Linked DNA regions of Mus musculus: regions 1 and 2 are each linked to region 3. The links are chromatin contacts, called in public Hi-C maps. All regions are on one chromosome and are shown on one strand. The core of a region is the stretch at or near the end of the contact, and the rest is flanking DNA. Distances in the headings are between cores, read along the strand shown. Region 1 overlaps Arhgef10l (Rho guanine nucleotide exchange factor (GEF) 10-like). Region 2 has its middle 29 kb from the start of Gm1667. Region 3 overlaps Igsf21 (immunoglobulin superfamily, member 21).

The links. Hi-C and Micro-C count contacts between places; a contact is called where the count stands out from the background.
Region 1: a contact with region 3 is called in a Hi-C map of liver, with 2.0 times the contacts expected there. The contact joins two enhancer-like sites. A contact is called at or near these places in 3 of 484 Hi-C or Micro-C datasets (the N1E-115 cell line, liver and nephron progenitors) and 2 of 115 datasets of contacts at active chromatin or transcription factors (astrocytes and embryonic basal ganglia).
Region 2: a Hi-C map of the N1E-115 cell line shows a contact between it and region 3, with 5 times the contacts expected there. The contact joins two enhancer-like sites. A contact is called at or near these places in 1 of 15 datasets of contacts at CTCF or cohesin (stem cell-derived epiblast-like cells), 4 of 484 Hi-C or Micro-C datasets (the CH12 cell line, the N1E-115 cell line and embryonic stem cells) and 1 of 9 other capture datasets (embryonic stem cells).

The regions. Positions count from the first base shown.
Region 1 is chr4:140,529,521-140,532,575 of GRCm38.p6, forward strand. All of the region lies in intron 26 of Arhgef10l (Rho guanine nucleotide exchange factor (GEF) 10-like), which reads right to left. Among named protein-coding and RNA genes, the nearest start is that of Gm42335, 74 kb to the right of the region's middle. Within about 2 kb of position 1,676, at least 59 of the 459 cell types and tissues checked have an H3K27ac peak or open chromatin away from gene starts, as enhancers often do. A contact at or near this core is called in the N1E-115 cell line and liver, where this site is marked.
Region 2 is chr4:139,880,329-139,883,557 of GRCm38.p6, forward strand. No RefSeq gene overlaps it. Among named protein-coding and RNA genes, the nearest start is that of Gm1667, 29 kb to the right of the region's middle. Within about 2 kb of position 1,938, at least 1 of the 459 cell types and tissues checked has an H3K27ac peak or open chromatin away from gene starts, as enhancers often do. A contact at or near this core is called in the N1E-115 cell line, where this site is marked.
Region 3 is chr4:140,172,673-140,175,652 of GRCm38.p6, forward strand. The region is part of intron 1 of Igsf21 (immunoglobulin superfamily, member 21); the gene reads right to left. Among named protein-coding and RNA genes, the nearest start is that of Gm13029, 31 kb to the left of the region's middle. Within about 2 kb of position 1,274, at least 13 of the 459 cell types and tissues checked have an H3K27ac peak or open chromatin away from gene starts, as enhancers often do. A contact at or near this core is called in the N1E-115 cell line and liver, where this site is marked.

The sequences.
Region 1 (3,055 bases), core at 426-2,925, 360 kb after region 3:
TACAAAAACAAAACAAAACACCTCCCACACAAGCAGTTCCTCTGCCAGTCTAACCTAATCCTTGCCGCTACTAAGAAACGCTCGTTTTGAACTCCTGGGAAGTCCCTGCTATCTTTAGCGAATCGACCTCTCACGGTTTGCGCGCCAGCTCCTTGTTGATAAGATGTAAGAACAGTGAAACGCTGATTTAAAAATATATATTAAGATCAAACCAGACTGAGCTGACTCCACGGAACCACAGGACTCCAAGACCCCACGTGCTCCAGTGACCCAAACACGGGGCACTCCACTGAGCGGTCCCTAGGTGCTACAAGAACCTGGGGATTCATTTTGCTCTCTGTGCCAATTTGCATAGCATTACTGGGAGAAGCCGCATGCCTCGATTTCAGGGTTTTTTTTTGAATTCCCACCCGTTTTGTGTCATAAATAAGATGGGAGACGGGAAACTAATACAGCCCAGCGATGTATTATTCATGCCATGTCGAGAGCTGTGACGGATTTACAACCGTTAATGCATGCAAACGAAGTTTGGGCGATAACATGAAAATTAAGGGTTGGGGGAGAGAACTGGGGGCATGGGGTGTACAGAGAGGATCTGAGGGGCTGTGGGGTGTCCAGGAGCCCAGAGATCTCTCCTCTGTCAGGCTCAATGGTCCAGGGGTGGGGGTCAGTACATGAGCAGGGTGGACTGTGGACTACCAGGGCACACTTGGCTTCCAGAAGGGCCCACATGCTCTCCAGCTGGGAACTTAAGTCCTGGGTCAGCTGGTGTGCTCACCGCCTGCTGCCCTGACCCTCTATCGTACACCTAGGCACTGAGGACTAAGGAGACAACAGGAGGAAGACCCCAGGGCCAGGCTACTACAAGGCATCCAAGGGATGGGGGTATAGCTCAGTGGTACGCACTTGCTAGGCATGTGTGGGGACCCCGGCTCCATTCCCAGCAAGATAAAAACTATACCCAAGCCACTGGCTGAGCTCTGGGCATCGGGGCTGAGGTAGGAACCTCTAAGGCTGGTGCTGAGGCAGGTCTAGAGGGCCCCAGGCCCTCGTGTAGTACATCTGTCAGTTCGTATGTCCCATGGGCATGCAAACCTGAATCGAGGGTACAATGCCACCGCCACCCTATGGGCGGGGTCTATCTTTGCTCACCAGGAGACCAGCCCCTCATTCCACTTCCACCCTCTCTTAGTGTGTCCTCACCTCCTTGGTCTCACACTTCCTCCTAGGATGCCTGGGTTGGCCCTTGGCATCTAAACCTCCCCTAGCCCAGACTGTCACCTCCTGTGCAGAGAAAGTGACCACAGCCGCATCACACTGGCCTGCAAGCTGCACCTGCCCTCGGGAGCCCCTCCATGAAGCCATGAGCCTCTGAGCTTGCTGTGCCTGTAACCATAGGGCCTATGTTCTAGTGGCCCCAGTGACAGCCATCAAGGAGATGTTTTCAGAGAGTGACTAATACTCATGTGGCCACACAGCCTGGTGACATGTTAAGCTGTGACTAGGGTAGAAGCGACTTGGCTGGAGCTGTTACAGGGTAGAGTGGCCTTCCAGGGAGGTGATGGTAAAGTCCAAAACTGAGCGACAGAGATGGAGCAGTGTGGGGATGTGTTCCTAAGAGAGAGGAGAGCAGAGGGCAAAGGCAGGCAGTGGGAGGAGCCAGACTATAGGGAGGAGTCGGGCTGTGAGGAGGAGTCAGGCTATGGGAGGAGCCGGGTTGTGGGAGGAGCCTAACTGTAGGGAGGGGTCAGGCTGTGGGAGGAGCCGAACTGTAGGGAGGGGTCGGGCTGTGGGAAGAGCCGGAACTGTAGGGAGGGGTCGGGTTGTGGAAGGAGCCAGACTGTAGGGAGGAGCAGGAGCCGGGCTGTGGGGAGGAGCAGTCCTGTTCCAAGGCCAACACAGGGTAAGTGGGTAGGTGGGCAGGTAAACTTTGAAAAAGAAAACAAAAAGAAAAGCATGGGGCCAGCAAGATAGCTCAGAGAAAGCACTCACTATACATGCCCGATGACCTGATTTTAAACTCTGAGACTCACAGAGTGAGTAGAGAACTGACTGCATGGAAGTATTCTCTGACCTCCACACACACACTGTGGCGCATGCCCCTGGCCTGGTAATGATAATAAAATTTAAAAAGAAGAATGGGGGAAGAGGAGGAAGAGGAGGCAATGGAGGGGGGAGGGAAAGGAAGAAGAGGAAGAGAAAGAAGGAAAGAGGAGGGGGAGGAAGGAAAGGAAGATAAGGAAGAAGAGGAGGGGAAGAGAAGGAGAAGGGAAAGGAAGAGGAGGAGAAGAGAAGGAAGAGGAGGAGAAGGACCTGCTGCTCTTTCAGAGGTCCCAAGTTCAATTCCCAGCACTCATGTCAAACCCCTCACCACAGCCTTAAGTCCAGCTCCAGGGGGTCTTCTAGCCTCCACGGGCACCCACACCCATGTTACATACCCGTACAAAAGACACACGTGCATACACATAATTGAAAACCTTTTAAAATACAACAGGAAAAGAGGGCTTGCTCCCGACTGATACCCATCCACACACCAAGCTGGTTTCATCTCTCAGCAGCAATATACAGATCTAACAACTCAAGGACATCCGTAGCCCCGCCCTGACTCCACTGCCCTCCCTGTCCCATGAGCAGGAGGCAGAGACCCCAGGCCATGCAGGCTTGCCCGATACCCCACCTCATCCCAGGAGAGCACACCCAGCATGCCCCAGGCCTGCTGTCCCCAGTCGGGCTTTTTTTTTTTTAATTAAGATGCAACATCACCCCACAGCGGGCTCTCCCTCCAGCGACAGCTCCGAGTGAACTCCAGACTGACTGGATTAGACTTTGAAGGTGACGATGCAGATAATGAACACAGAGAACGCCGTGTTGACACAGGCCCTGGCGAGCCACATTATTATTTAACAGGCCTTGCTTTCTGCCTCTGCTGGGATCAAGGAGCCGAACGCAATTGCTGGTAGGCGTAAAAGCCCGAGGCAGCAGTGGCCCAGCTCCACGGGGCCTGAACCGAGCAAGGTCAGGGTGGAGGCAGGAACCCAGCCAAGTGGGCGATGGA
Region 2 (3,229 bases), core at 688-3,187, 290 kb before region 3:
TCTCTCCAGCATGTCTGGTACAGAATGAGGTTAGCGAAACACCTGTGAGTCAGGCCCACTGATGCGAGGACAGAGCCGGAATCCGTGATGGTTCTAGATCCAGAACCTTGCAGCCTGTGAGAAAAAGAAAAAAAAGTGGGGCTCACTTGGTAGTGTGCCCGCCTAGCATGTACAAGGCGTGATCCTCTGCATTTCATAAGCTGAACGTGGTGGTACATACCTGAAGTCCCAACAGGACAAACTGGCCTCTTGGGGTTCTTTCATTCAGCAAATTTATCATGTTCCCCACACAGGACCCTTGCTATTGGACACCCCCGGCTATGGTGGCCAATGTGCCAGCACCTTCTGTCACTTCTGCCGCCCGCATGTTGCCATGGGAAAGGTGGCACTGGAGCCTCCTGAATGTGACAGTGTGACAGATTAGAAGTCCTGATCCAGAGGAGATGAGGGATGGAGATGGTCTCTTCCCTGTCAGTCCTCAGCTATTTTTACTTCTTTCTGAACTCTTGAAAGACAAGGGGCCTCTCAAAGTTATTCTCTGGGCTGACAGAGTTGTGGATGGTCTTGGATGATTATCAATGTCCTCGAAGTCTGAAACCCTGGGGTGCAACAAGCTGGGGTTGGGAGAGGGGAGTTTGGGCTGCTGTGTTCAGGAGGCTGGGCTCGGATAAAAGGACTTCAGAAGGGAAAGAATTCGGGCTGAAGTCATAACAGGCCCGAGATCTCAGCCTCCCAAGGCCTGTGGTCTCCCATCCTTAAAACAGCCCTGGCTGTCCCTGCCCTCAACTTATTCTAAGACTCAGATGGGAGACAAGAATTCTCAGCCTTATGCTGCTTAATCTCACATGTCCCATTGGATGCTCAGGAACAGGTTTGTCCCTGTGTCCTTAAAGGACCACAGCATTCCTGCTCCCCAGCTTCCTGAAACCTCCCTACTGTGTGGAGGGCAGTCTCTCCAAAGTGAAGGCCAGGCCAGGCCAGGCCAGGACAAGATCTCTCAGTCACTATCTTCCAGCTGTGCACAACGGACAGGTCTCCTCGTTCGTCTCAGTCTCTACTTTTGCCCAGTGGAGATACCAGGCCTGAGTGTGGTGTGAGTGCCAGGATTCTAGTGCACATCACATTCGTGACTAAACTCCTCCTGTGGTCAATTTCAGCAATAAGATCATCATCTGCATGATTATGGACCCAGGGTCAAGTCTGACTGTGTCTTTAAGGCCAGCATTCAGGAGGTGGAGGCAGGAGGATCAGGAGTTCAAGGGCATCCTTAGTTACCTCGTATGTACTTGCACACACAGTTGGGACATGCCACCTTTGATAAGCAGATTGTTGGAGACTCCAGGTGCTGGATGGATGTACCCCTTCACGTGGGTGGAAGGATTATGGAGACAGATAATAAGTCCATGGAAACAGTCGCTTAAGTGTGGCGACTTTTTCTACCCCAATTCAAATCACTTGAAAGGATACAACCAAGAGAAAGTTCCTTCATTGGCCTCACAGGATGATTTCTTCCCTGCCCTGGCCCCCCTTTCCCAGACACTTGGTCCCAGGCCCTCTTCAGCCCTGTACTCTGGCTTTTCTGCCCCTGAGCACTGCAGACCTCCAGGTGGCCCTATGTGGACAGCAGAGGGAGTTCCTGGCATTAGGATGGAACAGAGAGTGCCTGGTCACTGAATGGGGCTGGGGATCAGGAAATGGGAGGGATCCAATGTGAGAGACACCAATTGGCAACTGCTCTGGTGTGTGTGTTTGTTGGGGGGAAGGGCCAGGCCAACAAACATGTGGTCTTGCCTGTTACTGGTTTTTGTCTTTAATGATTGACATCCTAGAGCCTCCCTCTTTGGCTAGATGGCTGGGACAGGTCCCTGTGTCCTTCTGTAACACAGATGGTGAGTACTGGCCTCTCTACATGGAGAGGGAACTCAAACATGGAGCCCTGCTCCCAGACACCTGACCTATGTCATATAGGTCACATATATTTCCAGAGTTGTCTGCAAGGCCCTGTATATCCTGTCTCTGAGACACTAGCTAGCACGAATGCAGCCCTTGTCTCCTCTGGGCCACGTCCACTGTCCTGCCAGCTGCATCAGGACACCAAGTGGCAGGTGGATGGCGTCATTCATCTGTGAGTCTAAAGGTTAATTTAAAAGTCAGTGGCAGGGAGATGGCCTCCTCCACCTGACTCAGCTCACAGCCCATCAGAAGGGTCACCGCCAGAGTGCTCCTCTGTGGCTGGATCCCAGGAGCCCTCCCATGGCAGCCTGGACCCCTGTAACTACCCTCTCGCTCTGTACGTGACCTTGACTGAGCTCCTTCCCATCCAGGTCTTAGGGCAGTGGCCCAGGTTTCCCTGAGTGTCCTCCCAGCCTGGACCCTTTAAGGCTGCATCTCTCTGTTCACTGGCCGTATTGTCCTGCTGCTCTGGCACCCTGGACCCTTTGCACTGTTATGACTAAGCTTTTGCACTTGCAACACATCCTGCTTGGGTCACCTCCTTGTCACCTGCATCTACCTTTCGGGGAGTAGTGATGACTTTTCTCCTTGTTGTAATGAATTACCTGATCAAAACAACATCAGAGAAGTCTTTATTCTGGCTCACAGTTCCAGGGTGTCATGGGGAGGAAGTCATAGTGGAGGGCCTGTGTGGCAGCTGGTCACATTGTATCCATAGTCAGGAGACAGAAAGTAATGAACCATTATTATTAGTTACATTGTATCCACGGTCAGGTGACCAGTGATTATTGGTTACATTGTATCTACAGTCAGGTGACCAGTGATTATTGGTTACATTGTATCCACAGTCAGGAACCAGAAAGGGATGAACAGTGCTTAATCGTTCTCCCTTTTGTACAAGCTTGTGGGATGGTGCTGCTCAAAGGCAGGGTGGACCTTACCTCTTTGGTTAAGATTTTGGAAATACCTTCATAGTCACATCTGGAGGTATGTGTCCCTGGTGCTTCTAAATCCCACCAAGTCTACAACTGTGATTTAACTACCACCACCTCATCCCTTGTTAATGTGATATCCAAATAAAAATTTTGTTTGAATAATATTCCACCCATCTCCCCAAAGCCTGGGTTCATCTCATATTCAAAATGTGTTCATCCTAATATCAAAGGTGTCCTTAGTCTTTAAACAGTCCGAACACTGTTTAAAGTCTAAAGTCTCTTCTGAGACTCAAGGCAATTCTCAACACCGTGAGAGCGTGGTAAATCAAATACCTATCTCT
Region 3 (2,980 bases), core at 24-2,523:
GCCTCACCTCTGAGCACTCTGCCCAGCCCTCAGGTTAGACTCTCAACACAATACGCCCTGTCTAGTGAGGAGGCATAGGCTCCTAGGAGGGTTTAGATGTGGAGTCAGGGGTCCTCTGGTGCAGCAGAGAATCTTCCAAGCTCAGGACCAGCCATCTGGGCCTGGAAATATGACTGCTCAAAGTTCATCATAGCCAGTATACCATCACAGCCTGGCTAAATGTCATCTCCACCCAAGTGGGTCAGCCCCTACCTCCCATCAAGGGCATCTGTCTGGACCTCTGGAATGTGTGGTGACTTGACAACCCAGGAATGCTACGAGAAAGGGCCTTTTCAGCCCCCTTTGACAAAAGGCATTCATGCCACTAAGAAACAAACCCACTGGGACTCCCTTCTCCAGGGAGCACCGGCTCCTCTCTCCTCTGCAATCACACGCTGCCTGCTCGATGGGAGAAGCAATCTGCTCCCCGTATTAATACTTTATTAAGTGCACGCAGCCTGCAAGATAAACACCAACCTATTACATTTGTTCTATGATCGAGCGCTCGCCTGTCACTGGAGTTGCCTGGGGTCTGAGTTGATTGTTACTGGACTTCATCTTGCTAGAGGCCAAAGTACAGGTGGCAGGTGTTTCAGAACCGGAGGGGCCAGGCCTGGAAAGGGCAGGCTAGACGAGTGAGTAGGAGACATTTGATTACGGCCTGCTCCTAGTCACAGACAATGATGCTTGGGCTGTTTTGAGTCGGGCATGAGAATTCAGGGGCAGGGCAGAGCGAGCTCCAGCAATCCTCCTATGGCACATTGAGTCTATAGTATGCACATGGTCACACTGTAGGTGTGGGTGCTGGGTGGAGCCAGACCAGTCTGTAGTGTTGATGGTCACAGGCTTGGGGTAGGGCTCAGAGAGGGGGGAATAGACAGGTCGGAGTCTTGTTTTGCCACTTTCCCATGGGGCTCAGTCTTTTCATTTATGAACTAGGTGTCACCTCCTGATGCAGGAGATTGCAGACAATGTTACGCCTCCCGTGGCTGTGTTCTCACTGTGGTAACCACTTCTTGTAGGCCAGAGCTGACAGAAAGATGCACGGGTCCCAAGTGAGGATTGATAGATTTGGGCAGACATATACACCCAAAGGGCCACCAATAGGACAGCCACCAAGACGATCTCAACACTGAAAGCTTCCCCGCCTCCCACCCCCATTCCTAACAGCTCCGGAAGCAAGGATAGTGACCTCTGTTTCTGCAGGTTATTAGGCTCAGTTCCTTTCTTATTGACCCCGTGTAAACAAGGTCACACAGCCGGGAGCCTTCACGAGCTGCTTTCACTTTCTCAACATCATGTGCCTGGCATTCCTGTCTGCGAGGAAGTTTCTAGATTGGGTTAACTGAGATGGGAAAACCCACCCTGAGTGTGGGTAACACCACCCACGGCCTGGGTTTCATGGCTGAATCTAGAGGAGAAAGTGAGCTGAGCTCCAAGATTAATCTCTGTCCCAGACTTGGGACCTGTGACCCCAGTGACCACGACCTGTCGATTCATGCTCCTGGCGCCATGCCCATCATGCCCGACAGTACACTTCTTAAACCATGACCCTAATAAACCTCCCCTCTCCCCCCTCCCTCCCTCCCTCCCTCCCTCCCTCCCTCCCCCCTCCCTCCCTCCCTCCCTCCCTCACTCCCTCCCCCCTCCCTTCCTCCCTCCTCAGTTGCTTGTATCAGGGATTTTGTCACTTCCTGGAGAGAGAAGTAACTACCACAGCAGCCCTGGGTGGGGAGATCACTGCTGGGTTTGGAAGGTGAAGGTCACTCCCGCCATACCTGCCTGGTTCCTTCCCTTCCTCCTGCGGGCACTTGGGACATCTCCGCCATCACTCACAGCCACCCCACCCTCTCTCCAAAAGCTTCCCTTAGGGAAATGCCCATAGGCCACTTGGTTGACGGAACAACCCTGCCCCAATCTCTCACAGGAATGTCAAAGCCAAGCCTCCCAAGCAACCAGATCACTGAATTGTCTTGGACCCTGTTTCGTCTCTGAGTCTGTGTGCGCGACACCTGGCTTTTTCGTGTGGGTTCTGGGGATGTGAACTCCCCACCCTTCTGTTTGCAAAGCATCTCTCCAGCTTCTTTAACAACCACCGACACAGTGTATATCAAGTATCCCAGTCACATGGAACAATGTTAACTACACAGGAGGGTGAGTACCCGTTCCCTGAAAATCGTACTCCACGTGATACAGGGGGCCTGAACATCTGTGGTTGAGAACGGACCCTGTGGTTACTCAGGGATGACTGCCCGATTTCTTATCTTACCCCAGCTTCCCTGTGAGATGATATTTCCTGTTCCTGTTTGATTTTTATTTTAAATCTTTCCTACTACTTGAACTCTTAGGTATGCAGATGTGCTCAATGAACACTCATTGGAAGGGTCCAATAGAGACTGGCACTATCATCTTGACGTTATAATTTGAGATTTTCACTCTCCATCTTGGGACATATCCTTGTGTGTGGATACCTTCCCTGTAGGCAGCCCTAGGCCATGTGGTGTTCGGGCAGGCAGAATTCTCAGCTTTTTGCCAGGAGCCCTGGACCCTCATCATGAGACTCTGTGGCCATGAGGGGCTGTGGTGTTGTGATTGTTACACCATGTATCCTAGCCAGGAAATAGTCCGACCCTTGGTGGGTAGGTCTTTCCATGTCAATTGACAATAATCAAGATAATCTCCGTGTTCAGAAGTCTGTCTTCTAGATGACTTTAGATTCTGTTGAAATTAACCATCTCAGAACCTGTCACGAAAAATATGATTAAGGAAGACACTCAGTGCAGATCTCTGGCTTCAATAGTACATACATGTACACCTCTGTGTGTGCACACACATACATACAGGCACACAGGCATGCATTCTTTCATTCGTGCAATCACAGTGGTAGGGCTGTAGTGGGCCTGTGAGACCACACCAGCTCACTTACAAGTGGATAGTGTTC